Regions from separate parts of the Sus scrofa genome. Here region 2 is linked to region 1. A link is a contact called in public Hi-C data. All regions are on one chromosome and are shown on one strand. Each heading gives the region's core, a stretch centred on a gene start, on an enhancer-like site or on the middle of the called end of the contact. The rest is flanking DNA. Distances are from core to core; before and after follow the strand shown.

The links. Hi-C and Micro-C count contacts between places; a contact is called where the count stands out from the background.
Region 2: a Hi-C map of retroperitoneal adipose tissue shows a contact between it and region 1, with 2.0 times the contacts expected there. The contact joins the promoter of FRS3 here to the enhancer-like site in region 1. A contact is called at or near these places in 1 of 5 promoter capture datasets (liver), 9 of 47 Hi-C or Micro-C datasets (embryonic fibroblasts, epiblast stem cells, fetal liver and 4 more) and 2 of 2 datasets of contacts at active chromatin or transcription factors (alveolar macrophages and skeletal muscle).

Annotation. Positions count from the first base shown.
Region 1 is chr7:36,883,447-36,890,082 of Sscrofa11.1, reverse strand. All of the region lies in intron 1 of TFEB (transcription factor EB), which reads left to right. Among named protein-coding and RNA genes, the nearest start is that of TFEB, 34 kb to the left of the region's middle. Within about 2 kb of position 2,557, at least 6 of the 83 cell types and tissues checked have an H3K27ac peak or open chromatin away from gene starts, as enhancers often do. A contact at or near this core is called in retroperitoneal adipose tissue, where this site is marked.
Region 2 is chr7:36,964,805-36,971,537 of Sscrofa11.1, reverse strand. FRS3 (fibroblast growth factor receptor substrate 3) reads left to right here and starts at 1,861. Exons shown (of 7, transcript XM_005665964.3): 1 at 1,861-2,113; 2 at 4,014-4,146; 3 at 5,873-5,961. The coding sequence starts at 5,896.

The DNA of each region.
Region 1 (6,636 bases), core at 1,308-3,807:
AAAGGAAGCTGAACCGTAGGAGTTCATTGCAGTGGCTGAGCTGCTGCAGGGAGGCTGGAGATTGGAGAGGCTGAGGCAGTGGGGAGGGAGCCGAGGAAGCCCCCAAGGGCAGCGGGGGCGCTGTGGGTCAGGGCTGGTCCATCAAGGGCTTGGTTGGGAGCCAGAGCCACTCCTCTCTGCCCTTTGCATCTTCTCACACCCGGATCTGCCCAAGCGGCCCGAGGAAGGGCTGGAGTGTGGGTCCCTCTCTCCTGAAGAGATGGGCACGCAAAGGCTGTGTCCCCAAGGCTGATGCAGCTCTGGAGAGGGAGTTCCTGAGTGCTGGAAAGCAGCGCTGGCCTCTCTCCCTGTCCCAGCCCTGCAGGCACCTGCCCAGGACACACCTGTGCTGCTGGAAGCCTGCGCATGCCCGGACAGAGCAGGAAGGGGCCCAGCACGGGTCCCCTCAAGCCCCTCCCATGATCAACCAGGGGTCCACCTGGGAGAAGGAACAGGACGTGCCTGTGGGAGAGCCAAATGCAGTTTTCCAACTCCACTCTGCCCTTTTGGAGCAGGCTCACTCCAGAGGGTCCAAACTCTCGGGCCCCAAATCCATGACGGCACACAATGGCCAGTCAGGAGGGACTCTTGGGCCTTGTCTTCCCTGGGGGGATGGCATCAGTGAGCTTATGGGCTGACCTATCATCCATCAGGACTTAGCTGATCTTTCCTCAGCAGGGGGACAGGATCAGGTGGGCTGAGGTGGCCAAGGGAGGAGGTCACACGGAGCGTGGGGCTCTTGGAGCTCCAGTTTTTTGTTTTTGTTTTTGTTTTTGTTTTGCTTTTTAGGGCCACACCCACAGCATATAAAAGTTCTCAGGCTTGGGGTCAAATTGAAGCTATAGCTGCCAGCCTATGCCACAGCTACAGCAACACCAGATCTGAGCCACCTCTGTGGCCTACACCACAGCTCACGGCAACGCTGGATCCTTAACCCACTGAGCAAGGCCAGGGACCAAACCCTCATCCTCATGGATGCTAGTTGGATTCGTTTCCACTGAGCCACAAAGGGAACTCCTGAGTCCCAGTCTAGAAACCCTTCTCCTGCTCTTCAGGTCCCTTTCCTGTCTGGGTTGCTGTCTGTGCCCCTCCCTGCCCCTCCCTCTGCACACACACCTCGACTGCCGTCCGGTGCCAGGTCTCTGGTCCATGTAATCACATTTCTGTCCAGCCAGTTTGCTATGATTTCCCCCCGAGGCCCTCTTGTGGCCCGTGTTAACCGCCTCATGACCCCCAGATCTGTGACCTCTCGAGCCCTGGGCATGGACTCGTCCTGGCTGGGGAGCAGAAGAGGGTCTGCCGGTGGGCGGGGCCTGGCCCGTGTTCTGGGGCATCTGGGAGGGCCGAGGGCGGTGCAGGCCCCTCTGGGACCCTCTGTGGGATTCACTGAGGACAACATGGGGTCGGGGGAGTGAGGCAGGACTGGGAGCTTATGGGAACAATAATCCATCTACATGGGTCTTCCCTGTGGGCCCCTGGTTTCCTCCTGGGGCTGGGGCTGGTGGTGGTTGCCCACCTGAGGGGACCTGGTCTCCCCGCTTCCCCAGGTTCTTGCAGTGTGGCCTCGCCTGAGTCCCTTCCCCTCTCTGAGTCCTGGTTTTCTCATCTGCAGAAGTTCTGTTTGTCCTGTGACGTGTTTGTGGGGGACGGGTGAGATCTGATAGCTGTTGTGAGCTGAGCCCAGAGCCAGGTCCATCGTGGGGACACGGGGTGTTTGCTGGATAAGGTGGAATTGCGCGCATGATGCGTCATTGGACGGACAGCCTCCTGGGGCCCCGAGTTTCATTCTGGGAAGTCCGTGCTCTGGGGTGGGGTGGAGGTCCTAAGAAGAACTCTGATTTCTCTGGGAGCTTCCTGGGGAGATGGGAGCCGACCAGGAAGCAACTGGAGGACAACGCAGTGTGGCCGCGGGGAGGCCTCTCGAGTGGACGGCGTGTCCAGGAGGGGGGCATGGGAGAAGGGAAAGAAGGGGTTTCAGTTCCCCGGTCCCCCTCCAACCCACTGAGCAGCGGGGGCAGGGATCCTACAACGTGTGTGTCTGTGTGTGAGAGAGACAGACAGACACCAGAGGCTCTGCGTGCGGGGCTGGGCTGAGTCTCTGCACAGGACAAGGGTGGACCCTCGCAGGACCTTTCTGGTTTCTACCCTCCAGGTTTCCCTCAGCCCCGTGTCCCTCTGGTCCCCCATCCTTCAAAGCCCAGTGGCGGGCCTCCTGAGGCCGGCCTCGTGCCAGGGCCCAGCTGATCCCTATGGGACAAGACGGGCGCCTCTCTGGTCTGGGATTGCCTTTGAAGCTGCCCCGCTTGCCCCGGGCCAGCCAGGAGGCGCCAGCTCCCACCCTTTCCTGTGGGATGGGAGCCTGGTCGACAGGCTGATGGGCCGGAGCTGTGGGCCCTGGGGCCACTCGGCAGACCGGGAGCTGCCGCCCCTGCCCTTCGCCTCCCTCTCTTCCTTCCCCTCCTCCTCACCTCCCGCCTGTGTTCAGGCTTGTCTAAAAACAAGCCCCTGACTGTCCTCCCCCCACCGCCAGGCCGGGCAGTGTCCTGGGGGGTGCACACTTCCCAGGGCCAGTGTGACTCCCACTTGCTTTTTATCAGGGCCGGAAGCAGGCAGAGGGCCCATTGTTGCCTTTCCTGACCCCTAGGGGACCAGGGGGTCAGCTAATATAATAACGACCTGCGTGCAGTGTATCTCCAGTGTGCCAGGTGCCAGGCTCAGTGCTCTGCCAGCCTGGATCTCATTAGAGCCCAGAAGGGTGGGGGTCTCTCTTTCCCACCTGCCTCTCCCCTAGTGAAGGGTGGGTAATACACAAGCTTCGGAAAAGAAAATCTTTTTAAAACCCAAGACTTCTGGAGAGGAATCAAAGTGGGTGCCTGGTCTGGGGAAAAGCTGGCCGAGGTCTTCCTGCTTCTGGCCAGTCTGTAAGGAGAGATAGCGGCTGGGGTGACTGCTAGGCAACATGGCCCTTGCCTACTGAGGCCTTGATGTGGGTGCGTGTGTGTGTGTGTGTGTGTGTGTGTGTGTGTGTGTGTGTGTATCAGGGAATGGATATGATCCTTTTCTCAAATGAAACTTAAGAGCAGGAGTTCCCATTGTGGCTCAGTGAGTTAAGAACCTGACTAGTATCCATGAGGACACGGGTTCGATCCCTGGCCTTGAGCTGTGATGTCTGCCAGTCGCAGACGTGATCCTGCATTGCTGTGGCTGTGGTGTAGGCTGGCAGCTATAGCTCCGATTCAACCCCTAGCCTGGGAACCTCCATATGCTGTGGGTGTAGCCCTAAAAAGCAAAAAAAAAAAAAAAAAAAAAAAAAAGAAAGAAAGAAAGAAACTTAAGAACAGAATGGGGAGGGAGTTCCTGTTGTGGCTCAGTGGGTTAAGAACCTGACTAGTATCCATGAGGACACAGGTTTGATCCCTGGCCTCACTCAGTGGGTTAAGGATGTGGTGTTGGTCGCAGGCAACTCAGATCCCATGTTGCTGTGGCTGTGGTTTAGGCCGGCAGCTGCAGCTCCAATTCAACCCCTAGCCTGGGAACTTCCATATGCTGCAGGTGCAGCCCTAAACAACAACAACAACAACAAAAAACAGAAGGAGGAGACTCACCAAGGGATGCCCCCAGTGGGCATGGTTGGAGTGACAGTCAACAGTGACTGAGGAATGCAATCTTACAACACCCCCTCCGCCCCTAGAGAACTTTGGGTCCAGCCCAGCTGATGCTCCCCAGGCCCTGCGGGGACCGGTGACCACCGTGTCCTGAGGTGTGGGGATTGGGTGGACATTCTTGTTCTGTTTCCTAGTTTGTCAAGCTTTCCTTTGCTACCTCCTCTGCCAGAGGGGCTCTGAGAAGAGAAAACAAACCCCAGCCCTGGCATCTTCCCCTCTCTCCCCTTTCCAGGGCAGAAAGGTCGCCCAGGCAGTCATGGGGTCCCTTCCGCTGCCTCCGGGAGCCTCAGCACCTGCTCCGGAGGCCTTCCTTCAGGGCTTGGTTGATTTCCCCTCCGCCACGACTGGGCAGCTCCCACACAAGTGGTAGTTTGTAACGGGCTGGATCAGAGGAGAACTTGTTCCAACCGCAGAGGCGCAGAATGTAATAAATGGCTTAACCAGGCATCCCTGGTCGCCGAGCCTCCACACACTTTGTTGTTTCAGCCGCCAGACATATGTTTTTTTTCTTTTTTTCTGGGAATACAGGAAATTATCTCTGCCCTTTGAGGAAGGGCAGAGTTTTTTCTGCTCGTGTTTGGGGATTCCAGACCATTCCATCGTCCTGGGTACCCTCTGGCCCCTTGGCTGGATGAAAGACCTTTGATTGTAGGGGGACTTCTTCAGTGGGGGTTCCTAAAATAAAATGTGGCAACCCTGCCCCAAGTGCAGGACCCAGGATGAGGGTGATGGAGCCAGACAGCCAAAGTCCAGCCTCGCCGCTCATGAGCTCTGGGACTTTTGACAAGTGACTGCTTCTCTGTGCCTATTTCCTCATCAGTAAAAGGGGGGACAGGACTGATGCTCACGTTAGGAAGTAATTGTGGTAACTAAGTAAGATGCTTCGACCCATACCTGGCGCCTCGTAAGTACTCCCTAAGCATTAGCTATTAGTATTAAATATTTTTCTTGATTAGAAAGATATACATGTTCATATAGAAAAAGAACATTCCAAAAGGAAAAAAAAATCACTTGTGATATCAGTAATATTTCAGTATATTACCTCCCAAGAGGTTTTCTACATGTATTTGTACGTGATAATGATCAAATTTTATTTATTTATGTAGGTATGTATGTATGTATTAGCTGGGCCCATGGGTGTGCAGAAGTCCCCAGGCCAGAGGTTGAGCCCAAGCCACAGCAGTGACCAGTAGGCCACCAGGGAACTCCTATGATCAGATTTTGTTTTCTTTGTCTTTTTTCTTTTTTTTTTTTTTTTTTAATTTTTGGCCATCCTATGGCATATGAAGTTCCAGGGCCAAGGATCAGATCCAAGCTGCAGTTGTGGCCTCCGCCACAGCTGTGGCAACACTGAATCCTTTAACCCATTGTCCCGGCCTAGGGATCAAACCTGTGTCCTGGCACTGCAGAGACACCACCAATCCCTTTGTGCCCCAGTGGGAATTCCTGATCAGATGTTTTTCTTTTTTCTTTCTTTCTTTTTTTTTTTTTTTAGGGCTGCGCCTGTGGCATACGGAGGTTCCCAGGCTAGGGGTCCAGTCAGAGCTACAGCTGCCAGCCTATGCCACAGCCACAGTAACATCAGATCTGAGGCCACGTCTGCCACCTATACCATAGCTCACAGCAACGCCAGATCCTTAACCCACTGACTGGGGCCAGAGATCGAACCCGAAACCTCATGCTTCCTAGTCGGATTTGTTTCCGCTGCGCCACAACGGGAACTCCCAGATTTTATATGGAATTTGGCATCCTACTTTTTTCACTTGACATATCCCCTTGTAAACACAACATTCCATGAGCAGGAACACAACCTGATTTAACCATCCTATGGCTGGACATCGAGATTATTTTTGATTTTTTTCCTCTTTAATGGGATGGGCATCTTTGTGCATCAGAGCCTTTTCTGCCCTTGTGATTCCTTCCCGCTAGTGGCTGTTTTTTAAGGCATTGATACATATTGCCAAATTGCTCTTCCAAAGAGGACGTACCAGCTGTGTTGAAGCTGCCTGGTACCAAAGGCATTTTAATGTTGTAGCTCCACTTGGATGGAGGAAGCGGGGAGGGTAATTTGCTCGGCTCTTCTTTTACATTATGTAAGGTCTGCTCTCCTTCTTATGTAAAATTTTAATGGAAGTGTGACACACCCACAGAACAGTGTACAAATCCAGTGAGCATCTGGATACATTTTCATAAACTCCGCACTCCCATGTCACCAACACCTGCATCAAATTACAGGACATTCCTAATCCCCACCCCCACCCCAAGCTGTCCTGGGCCACCTCCCCGTCACTCCCCCGAGGGGTAAGCAGGACCCTGACTTCTGACACAAAAGGTGCCTTTCGCCTGTTTTTGAACTGCACATACGTCGATCACGCTTTGAGTGTGTTTGGCTGATTTTGTTCGCTGTCATGTCTGCGGGAGTCATCTGAGTTGCGTGTAGCAATAGCTGGTTCCCTCCCATTGCCAAGGGGCATTCCAGGGCGCGGAGGTACCACAGCTTCTTTACCTACCTTCCTGTTGATGGACATTTGGCTGGTGTCCACTTTTGGCCACTCTCCATAGTGCCCTTGCTGCCCTGAACATTCTAGTCTGTGTCCTCTGTGTCCACATGGATGCTTTCCTGCTGGGCAGAAACTTAGGAACCGAGTCGCTGCCTCATGGGTTCTCTGTATTTTCGGCTTCCTGCTCATGTTTTTGTTTTTTGTTTTTTGTTTTTTTTTCATTTTTGGCTGTCCCATGGCATATGGAGTTCCGGGTCCAGGGATCAGATCCTAGCCGCAGTCATAACTTAAGCTGCAGCTGTGGCAACACTGGATCCTTAACCTGCTGTGCCAGGCTGGGGATGGAACCTGTAACACAGCGCTCCCAAGATGCTGCCCATCCCATTAAGCCACAGCGGGAGCTCCCCTGCTCATGTTTTTAAAGGATCACC
Region 2 (6,733 bases), core at 612-3,111, 82 kb before region 1:
TCCCTGCCCTCAAGGTGCTTAGTCTACTGGGTAAGACAGAGATGAAACCAGGCAGGATGGGGCCAGGGTTCTGGGCAGATAGACACAGCACCCTAGGAAGGAAAATAACGAAAGCAAGCTTTTCTAGAATGTTTACTCTGTGCCAGGGACTATCCTAGCATGTTACATAATACAATCCATCTTCACAACAATTGTATGAGGTAGTTTCTATGATCCCACATTACGGTTGAAACAAACTGAGGTTACTTAACTTGCCCAAAGTCGCATTAGAAGGCTAAGGGAAGCTTTAGAGGAGGAGGTTACCTTCGAGAGCAGGGATGGATTCTGCCAGCAGCTGGGCACAGAAGGGCATCACCCTGGCCCCTGTAAGACCCAGCTTTGGGGCTGGGAACAGGGCTTGGACTGAAACAATTATACGGCTTCCCAGACCTGAGCTCCCACCCTCTGCTATCCTTCCCTGCTTCCTGGCTCCGCACCCATCTGCTTCCTGCCCGTTCTGTCCCCCAGCTCAGGTTTCCTGTGGAAAGCAGCCAGGATGGGCTGCTCACACTCGGGGCCAGGAGTAGCCACTTCCTCAAGCAGCACTACCCGCTGGGGAGGGGGTGATCACAGGAAGGGGGCGCTTCCGGGGCCCCAAAGGAGACTTGCACCCTCCCTTCCAAGTTAATTCTTGTTTGCATGAAATCGTCCCACACAGAGACAATGCTCAAAAATCAGTCCTTGCCCCTGACCCTTCATCCCCTCGGCCCAGGACCACATAACATCACCTCTACTTAGCGGGGGCCCCACCTTACCCCCACCTTACTAACATGCTGGATCCTTCGAGAATTTCCTCCTCCCCTCCCCCACACAAGGGACTGAATACTTTCTCCTGCCCCCGCGCAAGTGTACCCGGGCTCAGGAGTTCGACCTTCCCAACCCACCCCTGAAGGGCTAAGTCTAGGGATTGGGGGTCGCGGGTGGGAAGGTTTCCCAGGACAGTGAGAGGAAGACAGGGAAGAGAAGTGTCAGGTTCCGCCAAGTGCCCTCTCGACAGATCCCCAAAGTTTTTTCTTGGGCTTCGCGGGGCCCACCTTCGAAGCGGGGCGCAGTGTTGTCCTGGAGTCAGCGGGGGTCCCAGTGTGTCTGCTCGGAGTTTAAGAGAAGGAACGGGACTCTGCTGGGGTCTCACCCTCGCTACGCGCCGGTGTCCGGGCCGCTCTGGACTGGACAGACCCCGCCGTCGGGCCCCTCAGCCGGTCCCCACCCCGAGGCCCCAGCGCCGGCCTCTGCCCGCCCGCGGAGAGCGGCCCTTCCTCTCCCACGCCCCCCTCCGCTCGCGGGCCCTGCCCAGGAGCTGGTAGAGCCCGGCGGCTCTGGGAGGGGCCTAGGCCGGGAGGGGCCTAGAGCTGCAGACTAAAGGAAAGCATTTGTAGGGCTCTCGGGTGGAAAGTGAGCAGGCTTCACTGCCGCCATGCCCATGGGATTAGCGCTGGAATCGCTTCCCTGCAGATGCTGAGCAGACACCGGGAGTCACCGTTTAGCCGGGTCCTCAAGCACTTGCGGAACGCAACGCCCTTCGGAACCTGCAGGTCCCCCCGCCAAGACTCTCCTTCTGGTGTCCTAGTCCCGCCTCTGTCTGTGTGTCCCACCCCCATCTAGATCCCTCCCCCTTGTCCCAGCTCCTTTCCGGGTCCCTGGTCCTGACCTCCTCCTTTCCATCCCTTTAGGCTCCCCCCACTGCCCCCCCCCCCCGCGCCTCCCGCCAGTCTAGCGATCCTGGGAGTGGAAATCTTTGGTCCCACTTCTGGACCCCCTCAGCCCCGCCCTATCCCCGCCCCCGCCCCAGGCTCCGCCCCGCCCCTGCCAGGCTCTCTCAGCCTCTGGCCCGGAGCGCCCTCTGGCGTCTGCGCATGCTCCTTGCTCCCGACTGCAAAGTCCTCCAAAGAGACCTTCTAGGCTGCGCGCCGGTCGCCCCCAATCGGGTCCGCCCGCCCGCAGCGTCTCGTTGGTGCTGCCGGTGACCTCCGACCCCGCGGCTGCGGGGCGGGGAGGCCTCAGCTCCGGGCGGGCGGCGGCTGTCTGCAGCGGGACCCGGGAGCGGGGCCCGGCGCCGCCCGGGCCGCGGGGCGATGTGAGTCGGGGCGCGGCGGGGCGGGGACAAGGCGGCTCCACCGAGGCCGCGCCGCGCCGCACCGCAGTCTCCGCTCCCTCCCGAGGAAGCCCCTGGCGGGCGGGCGGTGGAGCCCGGGCTGGGGGGCGGGGATCTAGGGACGACGCGCGGCCCCGACCTCCCCTATTCCTTCTCGGGATCTAGAAATTCCCCTGTCAACCCTGTCACCTAAATCTGCCTCTAATCCCCCGGATCCACCCCACCCCCACCCTCTGGATACACCTTCGCGTGTCCTGGACCTTCAGAACCCCCTCACTCCTGCGAATTCCCCTGGTATGCCCACAGAAACCACCATTCTCTCCTGGATACCACCAGATGTTTCCACCGCCCTGAAATTCCTGAGTCTTCATATTCCCTCATTCTCCTTGCACTGTGCTCAAATCCAAAAAAATTTGCCCACGTTTCCCCAATCCCTCTCATACATTTTGAATCCCCAATAACCTCATACTCCCACCCCCAATCCACCCCATCTCAGACCAGAGCCGTCTCCTGCCTCTCCACCCCATGTAGCCCCCCCCCCATTGGGCTGTCATGCTATATCCTGGTATCTTAAAGAGAATTGAAGGGGACAGGAAAAGGTGCAGCGCCCTCCCCCATCTTGCACCCTGCAGCTCCTGGTTTCACCCCCAGACTCCCTCTTGGTGGCTCAAGCCTCAATATTTACCCAGCTGCCTGTTCTAGTCCTTGCACACCTTCCTCATCCTGCTGCCCCCCTCCAGGAAGTAAGCCAAACCAAGAGGGTGGGAGCCCTTTTACCTGGGAAGTTGTCCAAGGATGCTGAGCAACAAAGGGTCCTGGGAAATGACATTGCTTTTCTAGAGCAGGAGGGTGGGATTTCAGGGATTTCCTGGGTCCTGGCTTGTCAACTAGTCCACCTAGGGCTCAGATTACTGAAGTTTTGGTTGGTTGGCAGCATTTATGTTAAATTTCCAGCCTTTCAGAACTTGGAGAACAGAAAAATCTATCAAGCGTCCGAATGTGAGATCGTAGGAGCTTGTCCTGGAAGAGGAAAATGTTGATTTTAGTGATGTTTGTCCTCCCTACTAACCTCTAGAGGTTATTGAAGCTAGAAGCTCTGCAGCTGACAGCTGTTTCCCTTCAAAACTCAGGCCTTGGGGTGGGAGTTGGGGGAGTGGAGGATCAACCTGGCAGACTCCCAGATATAAGTTAGCAACAGAAAAGACGGGACTATTGGGTTCCTGACTCTTAAGCCATTGCTTTTCCAGTATATCTTAGTGTCCTTTTGAGAAAGCTCTCTGCAGAGTTCAAGTTCTCTGCAAAGGTAAGGTGGTGATCTTGGTTGTAATAGGATTCAGATGGACATGTGACTTAAAAATGCCCTGGGCTGCCTTAGACTCACTGATGCCAGAGGGGGCCTCTCAGGGTCTATGGGGCTTGGAGTTCATGGTCCCTTTGCCTTTGATCTCATGTTCGTCCTAGATGTTTCTATTTCTTTTTTTTTTCTTTTTTCTTTTGTCCTTTTTGCCATTTCTTGGGCCACTCCCGCTGCATATGGAGGTTCCCAGGCTAGGGGTCGAATCAGAGCTGTAGCCGCCGGCCTACACCAGAGCCACAGCAACATGGGATCCGAGTCACATCTGCAACCTACACTACAGCTCACGGCAAAGCTGGATCCTTAACTCACTGAGTGAAGCCAGGGATGGAACCCGCAACCTCATGGTTCCTAGTCGGATTTGTTAACCACTGAGCCATGACGGGAACTCCAATAGATGTTTCTATTTCATTAGGACGTGCAACAGATATCCAGGTGGGGTGAACTGAGAGCAAGTCATTTTCATTAACAATTGGGGGTGAAGATGGAAGGTTTCTGCTAACCTGTGGTCTCTGTCTCCTATGCTAGGTGAGCCCCAGGGAGATCCAGGTGACTTCTCTGCAGACGGCTTGTCATGACGCCCCACCAAGAAAGGGGGGAATAAAGTGGGGGTCCTTCCCCATGCCCCTCCCATGGTCGGCTCCCCGATGGCCTGGGTGAGGTGAGAGCTGTGTATAGGAGCCACTTTTCTGGAGCTTCCCAACTTGGGAGAAATGGAGGGTGCGGGTCAGGATCGTTCAAGGCTTTACACATTCAGGGGGAGTGCCAGAAGGCCATCTAATCCTACCAATTGATTTCTTGCTGCCGTTTGCCACCCCATAACTTGTTTGGGATTGGCCCATGCATTCGCTTGCTCCCTTAGGTCACTGTAGCCTGGTGGTCTCCCCTCCATCCTGGGCACAGGTCTGACTGTTGTGACGTCTAATCCAAGTGCCTTAATCAGGGAGGGAAAAGCCAAACAGTAAGGCTTCTCGTCTCCACTTTGGCCAAAGGAGAGCAAACCCAGCATTTAATTTTTTAACGAAGAAATGCCTACTCAAGGTTTTAATTGTTTGATCTTCTGAATGTATCTCTCTTTTGGTTTTCTCTTTTTTTTTTTTTTTTTTTTTTTTTTTTTTTTAGGGGCACACCTACGGCACATGGAAGTTCCCAGGCCAGGGGTCAAATCAAAGCTGCAGCTGTTGGCCTACAGCCACAGCCACAGCAATGCGGGATCCGAGTCACATCTGTGACCTACACCACAGTTCGCAGCAGTGCCAGATCCTGAAGACACTGAGTGAGGCCAGGGACCAAACCCGCAACCTCATGGTTCCTAGTCGGATTCATTTCTGCTGTGCCACGATAGGAATTCCTTGAATGTATCTCTTGACCATAATGTAATATCGCATTTGAAAAGAATATCATGAAGATAAATTTGAGGGAGTTCCCTAGTGCCTCAGGGATTAAGGATCAGCATTTTCACTACTGTGGCTTGTGTTTGATCCCTGGCCCCCAGGAACTTCCATGTGCTGTAGGCATGTCAAAAAAAAAAAAAAAAAAAAAAAAAAGATACATTTGAGGTGGATATTGGGATGGTGGGGAGGGAGGAAAAGAGAGGATTTAGATGTCGTAGGAGGAGTGAGGTGGATGAGGCGGGACAAGGAGAAGGATCCAGGCCAAAGAGTCTGGGGCTCCCAAGTTACAGTTTCTCTGCTGAATCTGGATGAGGGGCCCGGGCTGGTACCCAGCTCATGACACAGATCACTTCCTCTGTGTCCCTACTTGTAGCCTTGCTTTTCCTGCTGCCCAGGCTGCCCTTCCCTATGGTTACACCAGTCAGAATCCTCCCTAAAAGTCCAGATCAAATGTTACCCCTGAGAAGCGCTCTCCATCCCCGTCAGCATTAATCCTTAACATGCCCTAACCTAAATTAATGTTTGCCCAGTGTGTGTGTCTAGCCCTGGATTTCCAGTGTAAATTCCCTTATTTTTTTTCTTTTCTTTTTTTTTTTTTTGTCTTTTTGCCTTTTCTAGGGCTGCTTCCCTTGGCATATGGAGGTTCCCAGGCTAGTGGTCTAATCGGAGCTATAGCCACTGACCTACACCAGGCCCACAGCAACATGGAATCTGAGCCACGTCTGCGACCTACACCACAGCTCACGGCAACACCGGATCCCTAACCCTCTGAGCAAGGCCAGGGACCGAACCCGAAACCTCATGGTTCCTAGTCGGATTCGTTAACCACTGTGCCACGATGGGAACTCCAAGAGTGTGAATTCTTTGAGGGAGGGATGGTGAGTCTTGGAGACAGTAGGTCAGCTCCGCGAGGTGCTTCTGCCAGAGTTCCCCAGAGCAGGGCTTTTTGGAGCTCACCTTGACGACCTTCCTGTCCCTCGTGTTCTTCCCTAGGGCGGGCCGGCTGCTCTGACACCATGGGGAGCTGCTGCAGCTGCCTGAACAGAGACAGCGTCCCAGACAACCACCCCACCAAGTTCAAGGTACCTCAAGCCCCCTCCTCTCCTGTGTTCCCAGGATGGCCTCCTGGGCTTGGGAGGCCCAAGCTGTCCGGTTGCCTCAGCCTCCCTGCAGGAGGTGAAAGGAGGGGTTGAGGTTGTGAGCTCATGAAGACTTAAACTAAGGACCTCTGAGGAAGCCTGAGTTTAAGGGGCTCAGGCCATTGCCATTTTGGCAGCTCCTGGTATTACCAAGCATGAAGACATGCCATAATAGAGTAGCAGAAGCTGTGTTTTTAGAATGCTCACCCCTGTCAGTGTGTCTTTGTAACTTTGCATTAGTATTCTTCTGGAAAAAAACCACCAAAGTCTATATTTGTGAATTAACATATGTCAAATGTTTAAAACCGTGCAGAACACATGGTAAGCTCTATTAGTGTTGGCTTTTGCTTTGGGAAGCTAAGGCCAGGCCCAGTGGACCCTTGCACCCTCGGCCCCTCCCACCTCCTGTAGGGGGCGCCCCCTCCCTCCTCACTCCTGCATCTGGAGGCCCAGATTTCCCCTGCTCACCAGAAGAGGGAGCCCTCAGCAAAGTCTTCCACTTCGGGAGGTGATGCCTTTATGTTTGTTGCTCCTTGGGTTTGACTCTCCTAGAGTCTTAAGAGTGTGAACTTGCCATTGAACCTCTTCTCCCATTGACCTCTCATCCTGGGCTACTAGCCATGGACTATTTGGGGTCATTTATCTGTGGGAGGTCTCACCATCTGACCTTGGGGTGGGAAACTAACCACCCCTCCCCTTGCTGCCCAAATGACAG